Linked DNA regions of Mus musculus: regions 1 and 2 are each linked to region 3. A link is a contact called in public promoter capture Hi-C data. All regions are on one chromosome and are shown on one strand. The core of a region is the stretch at or near the end of the contact, and the rest is flanking DNA. Distances in the headings are between cores, read along the strand shown.

The links. Promoter capture Hi-C pulls out the DNA fragments that hold promoters and counts their contacts. Capture Hi-C pulls out chosen DNA fragments and counts their contacts.
Region 1: a contact with region 3 is called in a promoter capture Hi-C map of adipose tissue. A contact is called at or near these places in 1 of 130 datasets of targeted methods (pancreatic cancer cells) and 1 of 9 other capture datasets (adipose tissue).
Region 2: a contact with region 3 is called in a promoter capture Hi-C map of liver, with 3 times the contacts expected there. A contact is called at or near these places in 3 of 39 promoter capture datasets (the C10 cell line and liver), 4 of 130 datasets of targeted methods (the 230-238 cell line, the SCID.adh cell line, bone marrow-derived macrophages and 1 more) and 1 of 9 other capture datasets (adipose tissue).

Annotation. Positions count from the first base shown.
Region 1 is chr19:29,520,607-29,524,332 of GRCm38.p6, forward strand. It overlaps A930007I19Rik (RIKEN cDNA A930007I19 gene), which reads right to left and starts at 1,381. Exons shown (of 4, transcript NR_015567.3): 1 at 1,284-1,381; 2 at 242-363. It overlaps Ric1 (RAB6A GEF complex partner 1), which reads left to right and starts at 1,676. Exons shown (of 26, transcript NM_001081319.1): 1 at 1,676-2,060. The coding sequence starts at 1,917.
Region 2 is chr19:29,647,032-29,650,837 of GRCm38.p6, forward strand. It overlaps Ermp1 (endoplasmic reticulum metallopeptidase 1), which reads right to left and starts at 1,384. Exons shown (of 15, transcript NM_001081213.2): 1 at 1,005-1,384. The coding sequence starts at 1,324.
Region 3 is chr19:29,923,788-29,927,310 of GRCm38.p6, forward strand. Il33 (interleukin 33) reads left to right here and starts at 1,326. Exons shown (of 8, transcript NM_133775.3): 1 at 1,326-1,374. Gm41832 (a long non-coding RNA gene) reads right to left here and starts at 3,257. Exons shown (of 5, transcript XR_877808.2): 1 at 2,189-3,257.

The DNA of each region.
Region 1 (3,726 bases), core at 131-2,630, 400 kb before region 3:
GTGGTGATGGGGGGGGGGTACGGGGGGACAGAAGATTTGAGCACTGGAATTGTTAGCACATTTCACAATGTTAAAGTATGATCTTTGAACCTCAGGTCGGTCTATATTATATAACGTTTCAGTCACAGTGGGTAACACTTAGGGAGATTTACAGTGAGATATTTTACCCATCACTCCCAAGTGAGAAAGGACCAGAGGGTCTCCTCCTCCTGTCCATGTTCAGGCCACTCTCACACTTCACCTTGAGCTGGTCTAAAGACTGCTGGGTCCTTGGAAGGGAGAGCAGTTTTTCTTAGGCCATGTGACCTTGGGCATATCCAGCACTTTAACTAGCGATGATCCAGCACCATCATCTGTGGTTTTCTGTGGAATTAAATCAAAGCATCCTCTTAATTTTTTTGTAGACCTTAGCTGCTACAAAAGATCACAGGAGGAGAATCCCACCCAGAAGCTCACCAGTAAGTGAGGTCAAAAAAAAAAACAATTAAAAATTACTTAGAAACATCTACACTGCCCATGATTGCAGACACACTGGTGAGGCACATGAACACACTGAAGTAGAGGTAGAGCAAACATTCTCAATGGAATTGCAGCACATTTTCACTTCCTCTGCCACGTGTACAACTCTGTCTGAAAAGTACTAGACAACGAAGTTCTTCTATGATTTTATATTGGCAAGGCAGAGACCTCTCTGGACCTCTTGATTTATCCAGCGGGTGTAACTCGGATCATCAAGATTCCGTCCACACAGATGAAAATCTGAAAAATAGTTTTCAGGTCTGCTCTGCTTAAAATATCCCAGGAATGCTGTGTTGGCCTGTGGGACACACCAGGACAGAGATTCTAGGAGATCCTCTGGAAACAAAAGGCTAGTGAGCTGGGACTTTAGTCAACGTCTTCGAAAAGCAAGCGTTAGAACAATTACGGAAAGTTACATTGTTATTAAAATCCGGATTGTTACTTTGTTGTTACTTTTAAACTTTGAAAGAGTTACAAAAAGCTGCAGCTATTTTTAAGGTTCCAGGTCCAAAAGTTGAGCACCCCTTCATTCCTCCCAACCCCCAAATTAAAAACATCAATACGGTATCTCCAGTCTGGATCAACACAAAACCTAAGTCCATTTCTTTTCCTGAACAGTTTACTGGGGCTGCAAAAGACCCCATCTGGCTTCGCCTAGCATTAATAACTAAACAGGCAGACAAGACTGAAGCACTTTAGTGACTGAATAAAGAGCCTGCCTAGAATGTAAGCTCTGTACGGCCAGGGACATCACCAGCTCTCACTTTAAACCGCAGCACACAAAGGATTTGTGGGTACAGACTCGAACCCCAAGCCTTGGAGTCGCAGAGACCCAGCTCCAAGCGCAGCCCGGGAGTCACGTGACGCGCGCTCCGCTCGCCCCGCCCCCTTCAACCCCGGAGGTCGCGCCAATCCAGGGATCGTGCAAGTGGGCCCGGCCGCTCCGATTGTCACTGACTGAGCCTGTCGCCTCATCCCGGTCCCCAGCTCCACGCGCCAGGTCGCCAGCCAGCAAGGCGTCCCGAGCCCTCGACGTCCTGCCCCGCGGCCTGCGTTCTGACGCGGGGCGGTCCGAGGGAGCCGGGCGGAGCCTCCCCGCGCCGTGCGGCGTGCTGACGCGAGCGGCGAGCGGGGCGGGCCGGCCTCGGCTCCTCCCGCCGCGGGCCCACTGGCCGCCCGCCTCCCCCACCCTCGGCCGGTCAGCGTCCCAGACTGCGTCGCGCAGCATCGCGTCGGCCCGGCCCGGCCCGGCCCCCGGGCAGATGCCCCGAGTTGCCGCTGTCGCCGCCGCCGACTCGGCCGGTGGCGGTGTGGGAGGTGGGCGCCTGGCCCGGGGCCGCCGAGCGTGACAGACACGGCCGGGGCCGCCGGGGGGCTGTCGGGGCCGCGCGCGGACCATGTATTTCCTGAGCGGCTGGCCCAAGAGGCTGCTCTGCGCGCCGCGGAGCCCGGCCGAGGCGCCGCTCCACGTCCAGTCTGACCCTCGGAGAGCGTTCTTCGCCGTGCTGGCCCCGGCCCGCCTCAGCATCTGGTACAGCCGAGTAAGTAGGCGCCGGCGTCCCGACTTCCCCCGAGCGGCCCCTGTCCGGTCCCGACTTCCCCAGAGAGGCCCGGATCTAGTCCCGATTCTCCCCGAGCGACCCTGGCCCCGTCCCGACTCCCTCCGAACGACCACCGTCCGGTCCCAACTAACCCCGGGCGAACCCAGAACCATCCTGATCACCCTCCCTATAGTGACCCTGGAACTGGCGCGACTGCCGCCGAGCGACCCCGGACCGGTCCCGACTTCCCCCGAGCGACCCCGGCCAGTCCCGACTCCCTCCGAGGGAGCGACGGCGGTCCCGTCCCAACTAACTACCCCCGAGCGACCCCAGCCGGTCCCGACTTACCCCGAGCGACCCTCGCTCTCGAGTTGGAGCCGCGCGCGGACAGTCTCCACTGCACCCCAGTCCCCGCGTGGCACCCACAGCCGCGCGCCAGGCCTGGAGCTCCCTGGCGGAGCCCAGACTTGCCTGCCTCTCTGCCCCCATTGCCGCCGAGCCAATCTGTTGGAGCGTCCCCCAGCACTCCGGCAGCTGTGGCGTCCCCGCTCCCCCACCCCCCACCCCTGCTTTAAAGGTTGTTGTTTAGTGGAGTTCCGGAAAGCCTGTTGGTCTTTACCAAGTGTCAGAATTTACAGTCCTGTGGTAATTGATTTCTGAAAACTTAAAGACTTGTTGGGTTTGAGTGTAGATATCTGGTAACTTTAGCTCCGGGTCTCCCCCACACATCACGGACTCCAGTCCTTTTCTTGGCTGCTCTTGGACTCTGGAGAGCTCTGCTGGGATGGTTGGAGAGTCGGGGAGCTCACGTCTGTCCGCGCCGCACCTGGAAATTATTATTTCCAGGCTTAGAAAGAGCATGGGGTCAGAATTCTTTGCTTTCAGCCTGGCTTTTTTTTTTTTTTCCTCCCGTGCCTTGAGTTCCGAGTAGATAAGAGAATTAACTTGAAAAAGTAAGGGGTGAATGGGCTAGCCCCCGTCCGGTTTTTGTTGCTCCTGGACATCTGTAAAAATTACAGAATTCTGAGTTTTAAGATCCCCCCCCACACACTGCATTCAGAGAGACAGTACTAATTGATGTCAGAGTGGTGGTGGTCTTGAAAAGAGACTAGAGGTTGGTTGACCTTGCCCTTGCTAGATATGTGAAACACTGGTTTTGGTTTGGTTAAACCCTTTAGATCTCTGCTTATTACCATGGTGTGCTGATAATGCCCTTGATTGTCCGCACACACAGCTGTGGTAAAACCGATGCTAGAATTTAAGCAATTTAATTGGTTTCTCTTTTACTATTACATAGTTAGGCTATTTGTCACTAAGTTTTGGCTGACCTAATTTTCAGAAAGGTATGAAAACCGCAGGTTACTAAACAATTACAGCATCAGCAATGTGATACTCAGATCCGTGCTGAATTGAATTTTTAAATATGTGCGTTGTAAATGTAAGTTGGTACCTAAGTGAGATCCGTTTTCAATTTATGAGCAGTTGAACAACTTTTATGTAGTGCAACTATTTAAAGTCAATAGTTGTTTGGAAGAGCATAATTAGAAGTTGAATTTTACATTGTTTCCTAAATTTAGTAGTTTTGTTCGAATGTAACACTTTTAAAATCTAACGTTTTAATCATTTTAACCCCTAAGGATACAAATCTGATTTATGTAAGTTTAGC
Region 2 (3,806 bases), core at 134-2,633, 280 kb before region 3:
GAACCCTTGGCCAGCAGTGGAGGCGCAGGTCTTTAATCCCAGCACCTGGGAGATAAAGGCAGAAGGATTTCTGTGAGTTAGAGGCCAGCCTGGTCTACAGAGGGAGTTCCAGCCAGGGCTACACAGAGAAACCTTATCTCGAAAAATAAACAAGTAAATAAATAGAATAAAAAAAATAAAAAATGGGGCTGGTGAGATGGCTCAGTGGGTAAGAGCACCCGACTGCTCTTCTGAAGGTCCTGAGTTCAAGTCCCAGCAACCACATGGTGGCTCACAACCATCCTTAAGGAGATCTGACTGGTGTGTCTGAAGACAGCTGCAGTGTACTTACATATAATAAATAAATAAATATTTAAAAAAAATAAAAAATAAAATAAAATAAAAAATGTTGAACCCTATACAATCCGTAGTACAGAAGAGCCATAGACCATCTGCGACCTTCAGAAATTACAGGCATAATTCTGTCTGGATGTACTCTGAGTCTCCTTCCACAGCTTTCAGATATGAGGGCTGTGGTGCTTAGAAAGGTTAGCACGCACTACATTACTCCTCTCCCACACCATCCCAGAAAGACTTGGTAATGCAGCCCTGGCACAAAAACCTCACTCTCCATCTCATTTTAAATGCAGAGAACTAACCAAAGTAAAAAGTGGAAGTTGCTCGAGAAAGAGAGGAGAATGATGAAGCGTGTGAACAACCAATCATCTGCAGGAGGAAGAGAGTGGATGAGAAAGCAGACTCAATCGATCTGGCCACCCCAAGAAAGCGAAAGAGGGAGCCGAGGAAGCCCGGAGTACCCGCAATTCAGACCCCCGGAGGACGCGCAGGATCATCCCACTTCCCACCGAGGTGCGCCCAAGGACCCCGGGACTCTGCATACAGCAGCGCCGGCCTCCTCCGCCTGGGGCACAGTGGCGCCGGGCTCACCCGCGCGGGACTCACCCACCAGGCGCTCCCCCACCCCGGGGCCGCAGAGGACTCGCGGCCGGGCCGATCGGCCGTACCTGGCTTGGCGCGCGTCGAACTCGCCCTGGAGCCCCGAGGTCCGGCTCAGCACCAGCCGCTGCAGCGAGAGCTGCACGAGCGCCCGCAGCGCGAGCAGGTAGAGTGCGAGCGCCAGCGCCGTGCGCGCCTCGGACAGCGCGGTCTTCGCAACCCGGCTCCCGCCGCCGTTCTCCGTCTTCCCCCACATCCTCCCGACGCCCTTCGCATCCTCCTGCGCTGAGGCCTCTCTCTGCCGGTGCGACGCGGCCGCCTCTCCCTCCCGACGCTCCGCGGTGCCGCGGTGCCGCCGCACAGCCGCTGACTCCGAGCTCCACTCCATGGCGGCAACTGCCACCACCAACCGCCCCAGCCTGCGACAGTCCGGGCCACCGCGGCCTCCGCAGCGCCTCCTAGTGAGCGGACGGAAACTGCAGAGGGCCAAATTTCTTCTGATTGGCTGGTCCGCCTCGCTGTTCCCTGGTGCCTGAGTCTGAGATCTTTGGTGGCACAGGCTGACACCCAGCCTGGTGCCAGCAGACTGTCAAAGGGAAAAACACCCATAAACCTAGAAATGAGCAGCCCTAAGCAAGAGAGAAGTGCAAGGCCGCTTTAACAGAATACACGAGGCATTTATCCTGCGCTGGGCTGATGAATACTGGGAAAAGGAGGATTCTGCCTACCAAATCAATAAGTAAGACTTCACAACCAGGACTGGACAAAGGTGTAATCCTGGCACTAGGAAGGATGGCCACAGGAGGATCCCTATTTTGTGCCTAGAGTGGAATACATAACAAAGATCCTGTCTTTTAAAAAAAATTTTTTTGGAAAAAAAAAAAAAAGCATTTGTAATCCCAGCACTCAGGATTTACACAAATTAGAGGCCTGCCTGGTCTACGTAGAGAGTTCCAGGCCAACCAGGGCTACAAAGGTGAGCAGCTAGAGGAGGCAGGGAAGGAAGTAGGGAGACACAGAACCCCAATTACCAGGGCTAGTGCTGTTTTCATTTAACAGATAACAATACCTATAATTTAATGAATAGCTGCTGAGTCAAGCAGTGTGCTAAGTACAGACTTTGAAAAGAAAATATTTTCATTCCTATTTAATATTGAAGAACATAAAGACAGCAAATGAAGGACAAATGGGATCCCAAGACAGCCTTCTGCTCTGTTCCGCGGACACACAGGGCACTCTAAAAACAAAGGTTCCGAAGAAATATTCTTTTTTATTAGATATTTCATTTTTTATTAGATATTTTCCTCATTTACATTTCAAATGCTATCCCGAAAGTCCCCTATACCCTCCTCCTGCCCTGTTCCACAACCCACTCACTCCTGCTTCGTGGCCCTGACATTCCCCTGTACTGGGGCATATGATCTTTGCAAGACCAACGGCCTCTCCTCCCAATGATGGCCAACTAGGCCATCCTCTGCTACATCTGCAACTAAAGACACAGTTCTGGGGTGTACTGGTTAGTTCATATTGTTGATCCTTCTATAGGGTTGCAGACCCCTTCAGCTCCTTGGGTACTTTCTCTAGCTCCCGAAGAGATATTCTTGAACTAACAAGATGGATCAGAAGATAAATGTGTCCATCCCTGATTTCCCCCAAGGCCTGACAACCTTTCATTTCCCTACTAGGCCCATGGTGGAAGGAGAACACCAGCTCCCACAAGGTGTCTACTGACCTAAGCACACACGAGTGTTCAAATACAAACACACAATTCATACAAACACACTTGCAAACACATCATATAAACACAATTGTGCTGGCTAGTCTTCTATCAACTTGACACACAAGCTAGAGTTATCTGAAAGGAAGGAACCTCAATTGAGAAAGTGATAACATAAGATCTAGCTGTAGGACACCTTCCTGGTTAGTGATTGATAGGGGAGGGCCCAGCCCTTTGTGGGTGGGGACATCCCTGAGCAGGTTGTTCTGGGTTCTATAAGATAGCAGGTTGAGCAAGTTCTGAAGAGCAAACCAGTAAGCAACACCCCCCACACACACCCCTTTCCCCCCACACCCCTTTCCATGACCTCTGCACCAGCTCCTGCTTCCAGGTTCTTGTCCTGTTTGAGTCCTGGTCCTGACTTCCTTTGATGAAGAACTGTGATGTGGAAGCAGAAGCCGAATCAATCCTTTCCTCCCCGAGTTAGTTTGGCTATGGTGTTTCATCACAGCAATAAGTAAGCCATAAGTAACACACAATAATACAAATAAAAATGTTTAAATATCTTCAAAATAAATAATAAAAACCCTTAGTCTTCCTTCACTATCACAGTGAGTGGCAAGAAGTTGGTCATTGGTTGTAGTAGCCATGCTAGCAACTGACCAGTCTTGTTTCTGCTTGCTTCCATGAGCCTCTTAGATTCAAGGTTCTGTGGCCTATGGATGTAATGGCTGAAATGCTCGAAGGCATTAACCTAGAGACCCACTGAGAAAACACACTTCAGGGTTTTGACTGAGTGTCTGTGTCAGACATACGACACCCTGCCTACTTCTCAGACACATCAGATGCAGGATGCTCCATCAGCCACTCTGGCCTCTCTTAAAGACTTCTGGTCCACCATCTTCCCTTCACAGTGTCTTCTCATATACTGTTTGGATCACCCAAAACACTTGTTCCTTCCCTTCATTACCAAGCTTGTTCCCTTCAAATCTCAGTGGAATTGATACTTCCTTAAGCAAGACTCATCTTAATCCAGTTAAGCCCATACCCGCTTGTGTCCGCTCCTACAGCACCATCAATGCCTGTGAGTTCAGGGTTCCTTCGCTGGACTGGAGGCTCCATGAGGGCAAGAGCCTTGTCTAGTTTTACCCAG
Region 3 (3,523 bases), core at 76-2,575:
CACGTGGGGAGGGTAGTCACTCTGTGAATGGCCTCAATCTGTCTCTTAGCTTCTCCCCGCTCTGTTCTCTCAACCCAATCACATCTCGACAGGTATTCCTGTTCCTCTCTTAAGACATGCCGCCCTCCACTTGCCACCGTACAGTGCACATTCCCCCGAGTCCATCCAGTCTGGCTCTGGCTGCCTGTCTCTAGGGATCTGTTTCTGATGCTGCTTAGTGGCTAAGGGGAAGGAGCATTGGTCCTTTGGAAAGGGCAAGGAAGTTGGCTCTGTTTCAACTCCACATCAGTCTTGTTGCAATGAAGTTTCTATGCAAGAAGGCAAATGCTACTTATCCCTAGAAGCATGTCTTTATTATTTTTTTTTCTTCAAGCTACCTTGTTTGGTCTATGTGGGAACTACAGATTTTTATTGTCCTGGTGGTGACTTTACATCATATGAAGTACCTTAGTCTAGTTCTCCTAAAGGATTTTTGTTTCTTATTTCCTCATGTGGACTCTTCAAACCACTAGTGTTTCCTTTCCTTTATCATCATCAATCATTTAGTAGGTTAATTGTTCTGTGGTCAGAGTAGGGAGGCAGGTCAGCTATGTTGAGGTACATGGAGCTCTGAGAGTTTCTATCTGTAGATAAGCTCCCTATTTCTGATGTGCCACAGGGAACGATTTTATTATAAAAGAAATTGAAAGAAAAAAAAAGTGACATCTTCATGAAGGTTGCAAAATAAGCCAGGGGTGAAAGTGAAATAAAAAACCAGAAGACTGTCCATAAAGGAATGCTGAAGGTCAGGCTTGGGAGTTTAACTTACCATGAGCCCAACTGTGAAGGTGAGGGGCAGAGGAGCTGGGACATGACGATGGGGGAGGGCTGTATGTGAGCTAATTCTGCTATGAGTCTGGGAGGAAAGGGGCCACAAAATCCATCATTTGGAAGTTAAAATTTACAACCAAGACAGAGGAGGAGAACAGGTGCGCTGACCAGCCCTGTCAGGTGTCAACAGACGGCAGCCCCAGCCCTGGAGGCTAAGGCAAGAAGATCATGAATTAAGAGGCCAGCCTAGGCTACATAGCAAGACCTCATCCTTCACTACCACTCACCCCCAACACACATAAAAAATCAAGATATAAAGGAAAGGTAGAGGGGAGGCATAAATCAGTCTTAGATGTTTACAGAACGATAACAGTAACATTGGCAGGAATGCTATTAGCTTATTGCAAAGAAGTGAGAAAAGTTGGCCCCGATCCTGCCTCCCACAGCTCTCTTCCTAGACTGTTTGGTTCTCTGCCAAGTTCTGGGGAATAAAAAGCCCAAGGCGCTCTGCGAGGAAGAGGAACTGCAGCTGCAGAAGGGAGAAATCACGGCAGAATCATCGAGGTAAGACTGAGACCAAAACCGAGGGAAATGTCTAGTGGGTTTTGCAAAGAAAAAAAATCTTAGGACCTGTGGAGCACCCCTCCCTTCTTATTTCTGAGAAATAAATCACTAGGCTGGTTTGTTGTCATTGCTACTAACTCATGATGACATTTGCTTTCATCTGGGTGATGTTTAAAATTATTAATAAATTGCATGATGTAGACAGTGTTAGCCTTTAAATCTACACCGCCGTGAAACTTTACAAAGCAAGATGGTAATCTGACTTCCTCCGTTAATGCTCAGCAACTCTCTGCAAGTGGCTGTCAGTAAAAAAAGGGACACAGAAGAACTGAGTACAGAGCATTTCTGGAAAAAATAAGGAATCAACTGTCTAAATGGATAAAAAAAATTTTAAAACTCAATTGTGATTCTATTCACTTGAGAAACTTTGTTCTGAAGGCTGCTGGTCCTTTATGCTCCTGGCAATTTTTCTTCCTCATATTTTCCTCTCCTCTGTATGTCAGTGGTTCTCAACCTTCCTAATGCTGTGACTCTTCAATAGATCTTCATGCGCTGGTGACCCTAGACCAGAAAATTATTTCATTGCTACTTCATAACCGAAAGTTTTGCTACTGTTATGAGTGGTAATGTAAACATCTGAAATGCAGGATATCTGATATGCAGGATATCTGATATGCAGGATATCTGATATGCAGGATATCTGATATAAATCCCTGTGACTCCCAATGGGGTCTCCATCCACTGATTGAGACCCACTACTCTAACTGCATGCATGTGCTTCAGATATTTTAGTAAAGAACACAGCATGAAATACCTTATACTGTGGTCACGCAGGAGCCAGAGACTGCATCTGGCTGTCTGTCTTCCCAGTCTGCTTTCCACCTGTGTCTGCTTCCTCAAGTCATCCTTGCTTGCTACTGTGGTCCACCACTGGGTCCAGCATCCCGGAAAACTGTTTTTCACTTTTGTCTTTCAAATCCTTGTTGCTCCTCTTCTGATTTCCTCCCGGATGACACACAGCTCTGTGTTCCAAACATCTCAGCATCCTCTGGTTTCTCAGAGTTAGGGGCCCCTGAGCCTTGTCACACAGGAAGAGTATCCTTAAACAGTTAAGCATGCCTGCGTAGCTTGCACTGTTGCCCGCCCGCCTGGCTCAAGTTTCACGTTTTCTCCGTTCTTCTCTGAGAGGTTCTGGGATCTCCCATGCAACTGTGAGCAGCAGTAACTTCTGACTTCCTCTGGCACCTAGATGCTATTTCTTTGGATCACTGTTTACAGTGTGTACTTCACATTTACACAGAAAATAATTCCATGGTGAGCTTTAACTTTCATGTATGGGTCGAGAGAGGGTTGGGAGTAGATAAAAAGGTGACAGATTAGGACTGCTACCACGGGGTCTGCCAAGGGACACAGGAAAAGAACTTCGTGAGCAGCTTCTGGGAATGGGAGTATTGTTAATGCTCTATCCATAAATTAAATCACTGGAAGGAGACACCACAGAAACACAGTGCTGGGAGGGAATAAATATGTGCTCGGGAACGTTTATGCTAAGGGAGTCTGATCATGTGTTTTCTGTCTTGTGTTTTACATGAGTCTGACTTTGGCAAAAATCAATGCATTGTAACAGTTGACACGTTTGCAAACATTGTACGTACAAGGTTAGGGGACAGACTTCCCCCTTTGAGCCTCAATTTGCAGAAGGGACAGTTAGATACTGCAAGGTCAAATACGAACTCCTCAAATGGTAGAACTGTAATTCTGTGGAGCAATGAAAAATGATGGTTGGGTCAAAGGCTTCAGGGTCGTGGTAGGATCTCTTATCTCAGCGTTTCCTTGCCGTTTCTCAGGTGTCGATGTCTGGGTGCAAAAGAACTTTGTTGTTGTTGTTGTTGTTGTTGTTGTTTTATGGTGCTGTGACTCAAACCCAAGGCTTTGGACATACTAGATAAGCATGCTTCCACTGAACTGTCTCTCCAGGCTGCAACAGGCGCGTCTAAGGGAACAGTCCTTACAGGGCAGGCAGACCTCTGGATGAGAGGAGACCAAAGGGCATGGGGAGTTTGGAGAACATTTCCCTTGCTGCCGACTCCTGACAATACTACTTTTGCCACCAGTAGATTATACCCCTGATGGGTTGTTTTTCTTTTCA